Linked DNA regions of Rattus norvegicus: region 1 is linked to region 2. The links are chromatin contacts, called in public Hi-C maps. All regions are on one chromosome and are shown on one strand. The core of a region is the stretch at or near the end of the contact, and the rest is flanking DNA. Distances in the headings are between cores, read along the strand shown.

Evidence for each region. Hi-C and Micro-C count contacts between places; a contact is called where the count stands out from the background.
Region 1: a Hi-C map of liver shows a contact between it and region 2, with 1.8 times the contacts expected there. The contact joins two enhancer-like sites. A contact is called at or near these places in 2 of 12 Hi-C or Micro-C datasets (both in liver).

What each region holds. Positions count from the first base shown.
Region 1 is chr12:44,524,298-44,528,654 of GRCr8, reverse strand. All of the region lies in intron 14 of Ksr2 (kinase suppressor of ras 2), which reads left to right. Among named protein-coding and RNA genes, the nearest start is that of Nos1, 150 kb to the right of the region's middle. Within about 2 kb of position 1,869, at least 4 of the 93 cell types and tissues checked have an H3K27ac peak or open chromatin away from gene starts, as enhancers often do. A contact at or near this core is called in liver, where this site is marked.
Region 2 is chr12:44,414,033-44,417,919 of GRCr8, reverse strand. It overlaps a transcript of Nos1 not described here. Among named protein-coding and RNA genes, the nearest start is that of Nos1, 44 kb to the right of the region's middle. Within about 2 kb of position 2,334, at least 2 of the 93 cell types and tissues checked have an H3K27ac peak or open chromatin away from gene starts, as enhancers often do. A contact at or near this core is called in liver, where this site is marked.

The DNA of each region.
Region 1 (4,357 bases), core at 620-3,119, 110 kb before region 2:
TCAGAGAAGAGCGGCTAGGGTACCATCTTGGATGCTGACTTGATATCTTCCACCTATGCGGGCACCCCAGAAAATGACCCACAGTTCCTTTGCATTTAGGTTATCAGGACACGATTCCAGGGAGGGCGGTTAAGAGGGAGCAAGGTATAGGGGTGCTGTGTAAGCACTGGTCCCCTCGGGAGGAGTTTTTAAAAAAACTTCTCATTTGGTCCATGCCATTCATCCCCTCCCTGGGTTCCAGGGTCCTGAGGAGGCTTCTCAGTCCTGTGAGGATGACCTGGGACCAGGAAGCAGTGAATGCGCAGGGGTCTCATTCACAACATTTAAATCCAGTAACCAACAGGGGCTCGTCCACAGATTATTTATGTCCAACTCCAAATCTCTGTTTCTCAGGCTTTCAAATCCAATCACACCACACTGTCGGATCCAACAGACAGGCAAACACGCCCAGAGCCCCTCGCGGCCTCTCCTGGAGATGGTTCACTTGGTGCTTGGATGAGATTTTTAGCTTGCTTTTATTTTCCTGTAACTGGGGGGAGGGGGGAGGCTGCTGTCTTTTGAGTTTGTTTCCTTTCTTCAGAGCAGTTTTGAGTGTCCTAAATTTAACATGCAAGAATTGGCAGGGGGCTGAGCCATGAAGATTTTATACCCCACACCACACACACACACACACACACACACACACAAGTGCACACACACACAAACACACACATACACATACACACAAACACACACACATACACACACAAACACACACACAAACACACATACACACACAAACACAAACACACATACACATACACACACAAACACACACACCCACACATACACACACACAAACACACACACACACAAACACCCACACATATACATACACAAACACACACACACATACACACACAAACACACACACACACATACACACACAAACACACACAAACACACACATACACATACACACAAACACACACACACAAACACCTACACATACACATACACAAACACATACACACACACATACACATACACACACACATACACATACACACACAAACACACACAAACACCCACACATACACACACACAAACACACACACAAAACCCACACATATACATACACAAACACACACACACATACACACACATACACACATATACACACACACATACACACACAAACACCCACACAAACACACACACGTACACACACAAACCCACACACACATACACACGCACAAACACACACACACAAACACACACATACATGCGTACACATACACACACAAACACACACAAACACACATACACATACACACATACACACACATACACATACACACACATACACACATACACATACACACACAAACACAAACAAACACACACACACACACACTCACACACACACAAACACCATCCAGTGGGTTTGCACTCCTTTAGTGTTTAGAAACGCTGAATTGCTTTCCTTTCATGAATCTCAGCTGAAAAGGATATTTTGTCAGCGGCTGCCTTTAATTATGTGCCTCCACACAGGACTTTTGTGGAGGAAGGCGCTATAAATGCCCATCATCATCAGCGCCGTTAGATTAGCATCCTCTCGCGTGCAGTTCGCTTAAGCCCAGCTCTAAACAGTCCGGTGACCAGCTGAGGCCTCTGCCTGGCTGAGGAACATTGCTTCTTTCTGGTCACCGCTCCCTCGCGTCTCCAAGATGCTGGATTCATGTGTGTGACATCTGTCATCACTTCAGAAATATTTTGTCTTATTGCCCAGGAGATAACTCGGCGGTTGTTAAAAATACAAACCAGATAAAGAATAGCTCTTCACATGACCCAGCCAGCCAGAGAAAGCCACATGTTTGACGTGGGGGCTCTTTGCCAAGTAAGCCTCAGCCCAGGATATGCTCAGAGAGGTAGGGAAGGGAGGAAGGCTCACTAGGTAGTGTGAACACCCAAGTTGGAGTTGCAGAATCCATGGACAGTTGCAACACGTGCAGGTGATCCTAGCGTGGAGGGCGGGGGGCTCCAGGTTGGTGAGAGACTCTATCTCAAAGGAGCTGGATGGTGGGCAGGGATGACTTCTGAAGTTGATTTCAAACATGTGCAAAACATTTTAAAAAAATCCAACAAAACAGAAAAAGAGATAAAATGATCCAGATGGCTTTCTTTTTCCCCGTTTGTGGCGAGATGCTCTACACCCTTCCACACACTAGAATCAGAGGTCCCTTCATCTAGTTGAGGGAAGAGAAAAGGCATAAAGGTTCACACTGAGGGGCTGTCATGTGCCTACAGGCACCTTATGTCTTTCTGTGCATACACCATTGGCTTACACGGAAGCCCTTGGGCATATCACATCCATTGGCAAGAGAGGCTCAGAAATGGCAGTGTTCCTCCCAGGAGAAATGAATGACCTAATGGGTCTAATGAATAGCCAGGAGGTCATTGGGGTGAGCCTTGGAAGGTTAGCCCCACCCACGGTTCCTGTTTAGTTCTTCATGCTTGCCTGACTGTCGCAATATGAACACTGCCACCTCTCTGCCTTTCTAGAGAGTTCTGCTGACAATAGTCCTAGTTGACACCTGTGATTTCTACCCAACAGTGCACTCTGTAAACTTTTCTTTGATCTTTTGCGGATATCTTCTCTCCCTTCCCACGTGTCGCAGCTCCTTCATTTATAAAATTGTGTGGTGTTTACATCTCTTGGAAGATACGGATAAAAATTAGACATCTCTGGGCCAATGGGAAGGCTCAATGTAAAGGTGCCTGCCACCAAGCTTGACAAGTTGAGTTCCGTCCCCCGTAACCCACATGGTAGAAAAAACTGACTCCTGAAAGCTGTCCTCTGAGCTCACACACACACACACACACACACACACACACACACACACACACACTGCTGTGCAGGAGGCTGAGGAGACAGGAGGACTGTAAGTTCTAAGACTGCTTGGCCTCAGAGCAAGATCAAGGCCAACCTAGATAACGTAGTGGAACCTTGTCTCAAAAATACAAAATAGGGAAAGGAAAGACCTAGGGCGAAGAAAGTAACATCCACAAGGTTCAATTCCCAGTTTCATGAGAAAGAAAGGAAGAAAAGAAGGAAGAAAGGGAGGGAGGGAAGGAAGGTAGGAATGAAAGAATAAAGAAAGGAGAAAGGAAGGAAGGAAGGAAGGAAGGAAGGAAGGAAGGAAGGAAGGAAGGAAGGACAAGACATTCCATGCAAAACGGCAGTTTCTGCAGCTAAGTGTTTGCAGTAGCTTTGGCTATTTTTGTTTCCTTATTAAACATGTGAGGGAGGAAAGTTCTATTTCGTTTCCTCGTTTCAGATGGTTTTCAGTCTAACACAGAGGGTGTGCACAGGGTCACGAGCCTTTGCTGCAACGCTGGTCTCTCAGCGGTGGCAGCCAGGAACCAGAGAAAGGTAACAGGAACTGTGGAGGGGCCAACCTTTAAAAGCCCGGCAACTAGTGGCTTATTTCCTCCAGCCAGCCCCAGCTCTCAGATTCTTTAACTTTCAAAAGTTACTTGGCACCACAAGCCGGGATGGGAGCAGGCCTTCAAACCACGGGTGCGTGAGGATGTTTCAGATTCAAACCACATCTGTGTGTTTCTTGATGATGTGATTGTACTAAGGGCCATAGGGCTAATAGCACCTGGGAGAAGTAAGCTGGCTCTCTTGGCACCGGAAACAGGAAGTGTGTGGTGCTTATTGAATGACACATGGTGATGGCTGGGCTCGGAGGACTCAGCTTCCTGTCTGACCTCTGCCCCCTGGCTGGTCCCTTGGCTGGGTGGCTTCTCTCCCCTCAGCACCAGGCCATCCAAAGGAAGGTGTGGAAAGGTGAGCTGCGTCCACTGGTCTCCAGCTGAGCAGAGAGATTGGAGCTAGAAATAACCGTGCGTGAGTCATCTGGGTGGACGTGGCGATTGAGGCTGTGGGCCTCAGTAGCGGAGGTTATCTGGGGAGGCGAGAAGGGTCACCCGAGGACAAAGGCTGGAGCACCTGTCGCTCCAAGTGGTCTGATGAATGGGGGAGGCAGCTCATCCCGTAAAGGGACCAGGAGACAGTGGTCTGGGTGGAGGGGGGCATATCTGGGAAAGCAACCTAAAGTCACTGCCACGGCGAGCATTCCATGTTTACTGCTTTGTTCTTATTGGGCAGGATGTGGGTCACCACTGTCACCCTGGATTAGTTATTTTGCTTCTTTGTTGGTTGGCTTATCTTTCGACTCTTTCCCCTGCATCCCCTTCCCTACATTAGAACATAGGCCTAGGGGGCCAGGGCTTCAGCTATTTAGCCTACCTCTGTATCTCCACCCTCAGTCAGGCCATTTTCGTCTACTTGTCAGGTTAATGAATAACA
Region 2 (3,887 bases), core at 1,085-3,584:
ACTTGCACCTCACATAGTCGCTGATCCTCCCAGGAAAGGACAGATACAAGCAATATGGCCTGACTTCTCCTTTGTTTCCCCGTACCCTCCAAGACCCCACTCAGTGAGCAGAGCCAGCTTCCCATCCCATGGTCCCCAGATCAGTGTGCCAGAAGAGTCAGAGACCTCCTTGGGAGGAACACCTGGAGGACCGCCCAGGACAGAGAGGCTCTGTTGACAAGAAACTTTCCAAGGAAGGCCAGGGACACGTTGGCAAGGCTCACTCTACCATGACCCTGAGATTGGCGTCATCAAGTCATCAGCCTGGGTAACTCAGCTTGCTCCCCACCCTCCCATCCCCTAGAAGAAGGCATGAGGGTAGGTAACCCCAGCTACCCTACAGCCAACTTCTGAGGCCTAGGAGGAAGACTCAGGGACATACAGGAAGCCAACACTAGGGAAGGGACTCCCTCAGGGCCACCCAGGAGGGCAGCAGACAAGCGAGGGCCAGAAGAGTCAAAATTGACATCTAAAGCTGAGCAGTGGCCATACTAAAAGTTAATCAAATGTTTACCACATTCAGCTCTGCTGGACACCGCCAGGACGCATGTCACCAAATGCCCATTTTAATCCCCAAAGACATTGCTTCAGAAGTAGATCCATTTCGCAGAAAGGAAAACTGAGATAGAGACACATTCACTGACTTTCCCCTAGCACACCCAGCTGGGAAGGAACCAAGTCAGGATTCCAGTGTGGGAGGGAAGTGGCTTTCATTGAGCAATGCAACCCACAGGGCCTGGGAAGATGGCTGTCATGGGTAAGGGTTCCTTCTCTTTGCAACACAAGGACCCCAGTTTGGCCCCTAGCACCTTGTTAAAGAAAAACAAAACATTTTTTAAAAAAATCCCAGGGAGTCAGCTATGGTATGCACACTTGTAATCTCAGTGCTGAAGAAGCAGATCCCTGGGACTCACTGGGTAGTCAGCAAAAAATGAGAGAGAGAGAGAGAGAGAGAGAGAGAGAGAGAGAGAGAGAACACCAGCCAGCCACAGTGTCACACAACCTCCTACCAGTAGTCCCTTACCCCAGACCCACCAGGAACATTACCTTTGGCAAACATGACTTGGAGACCCTTGTAATTTCATTCAGAAAGGAGTGCACTTAGTCACATACACATAACCACATGTGTGTGTACACACACACACACACACACACACATGTATATATACAGCCACATGTGGGCATACACAGCCACATGCACACACAGTCACATGCACACAGCCACATGCACAGACATTCATATAGCACATGTGTGCGCGCACACAGCTATGTGAGCATGTGTATACACACATCTACATGTGTGCACACATAGTCACATGCACACATATATACATATAGCCACACATATGTGCACACACAGTCACATGCACACATATATACATACAGCCACATATATATGTGCACACAGCCACATGCATATACATGTACATATAGCTACATGTTGTAAGCACACACATACACACACAAGTATACACAGACACACAATGCTAATGCACATCCACATTCACACACACACACACACACACACACACACACACATACACACACACACAATCTCAGGGAGGTCTTGGTCTGAGATCCTTCATTCAGCAGTGATGCTTTGGCCAATGGTGTTTCTATTGTGACATTTCAGACTGTAGGAAACTGGGCTCTGGCCAACAGGGGCTCCTCCTGAACCTTCAGTCCCCACCATGGTGGGGATCCAGGACCCCTGTCATCCCCTGGGTCGTGCCAGTAGGTGCCAGAGCTGCAGAAGTGAAAACAGCCGCAGCTTCCATTGCACATGACCCTCCCATCTCCAGTTCCCTGCCCGCCTTCCGGTCGGTGACACTCAATAGTCACTTTACAAAGTATGCCACTCTGATCCATTCACTCTCCATAACCGTCACATCAGGGTCATTAGTGAATCTGCTTGAAACATCTGTGGGGTCATTCAGCGTCTCTGTGATCCCAGAATTCGGGAGGCTGCAGCAGAAAGATCAGGAGTTCGAGGCCAGCCTGGGCTATGCAGCGAGACCTATCCAGCTACTTAGACATTCGCACTCATCCTTATGGTCCCTGTAGCCTACTGCACCATAGAACATTGGGAGTTCCTACTGCCTATCCTTACCCCAGACCAACCCTCCCCACCCCTACACCACTCTGCCCAACCCCTGGTACTGAGACTCTGTAAGTATATAGATAAGGAGCGGTCCTTCATAAGCCCAACAAAGAAAGGCAAACCAACTGGCCACCAGCAAGTTAAGAGCAATATGAACTTGCTGACCTAAGGGTGAGCTTTGGACTCTGGCTGTGGAGCAGGACTACATCACCCTGTCTGAGAAGGGGGGTGGGGAGGGACCTGGTCCTCTGGTGCCTGAGGGTTTATAAGGTTTAGCAGATGAATATCAGGTGGGAATGTGTTCATTCAGTGCATCAAGAGGAGCTTTTATTTTAAAGGCCCGGAGGTGGCAGACATGGCTGAGCTGGCAAACTCTCCCTTGAGAGCATTGGGTAGCCGCTTGGGCTCAAAGGAAGTGACCTGACTGTGGTACGCAGAAAGGGCTGGATAAGTGGGGGGTGGAGTTGGGGAGCTGTGTTACCTCGATTCCTAAGACGACTCCAGTATTTATCACAGGGCACAGAGAGGTGCAAGGAATGATGGGAAGATGGAGGAACGTGGGGTAAAAGGGGGGGGGAGAGGAAATAGGGGGAGAAAAGGAAGGAAGGGGAGGGAGAGGGAAGGCAACATTGGCAGCTTGATAGCCTGAGGCTCCTATTTCTAAACCCCTCCATGTGCTTTGCCACCTCTCGGTCCTTCGAACTTTCTCCAAAACCTCCTCCAGGCCGCACTCCTAGGCTGCTAAAACGAACTGGCTTTGCCCAGCTGATGAGAAACGGACTCGCCAGAAGCCTTCCGATCACATGTCCCCTGTGCCTTCCAGAGCTTTCCGAGCCTTAGGTGCCCTCTCAAGCCCGAAGCCAGGAGTTCTAGATGCCTTAATTAAGATGTCCCTGCCCTCTAAGAGGGAGTGCGGACAACACAGACCCTGCATCCTCAATCATGTTGGCTGCTGTGTGGTAACTCTCAGTCTCTCTGAGTCTTGCGTTCCTCACTTAGGGTACATGAGACCAATGTAGGCTTGTTGAGGGCAATAGGTGTGACCCAGTCTAGAAAAGTCGGTAACAGGCTTCTTTTGGTTATGACAGAAACCCAAGTCCTGATAGAAAAAAGGAATGCATCACACTGGCCTGCTCTCCTCTGTTCTCCTGATTTCTCCATGCTGAGGATCTCAGTTATACTTCCCGCCACTTCCTAATGGCCATAATAAAGCCACTCTGAGATAACCAAAGCATGCTTAGCCTTAGTTTAAAGATGGCTTCCTTCACCCAGCAACAGTAGTTTATTCCCAGCAAAGGGCTCTGATTGGCTCTGCTTGAGTCACATGCTCACATTTCAAACCAAGCATTTTGCCAGAAGAGAGGCTGTAATCGGATGGTCCAGGCCTTCATCAGGAGCCTGCCACTGTAGCAAGGGGAGTATTCTCCCTGAGTTCCGTGGATGTCCCGCCTTCATCTGCCCATTTCTGCTTATCTATGACTTTATTTAGAGGCAGACCTTGCTTCCTCCCAAAACTCTAGCACTTTCGCGGCCACAATTTATCTTTTCTTCTCTAGATGAAAAACTTAAAAGCAAAGTTGGTTAGGGGTGGCCCACGCCTTTAATCCCAGCACTTGGAAGACAGAGGCAGACAGATTTCTGAGTTCAAGTCCAGACTAGTCTACAATGCGAGTTTTAGCATTGCAGCCAGGGCTACAGAGTGAACCCTTGTCAAAGAAGAGAAGAGAAGGAGAAAGAGAAAGAGAGA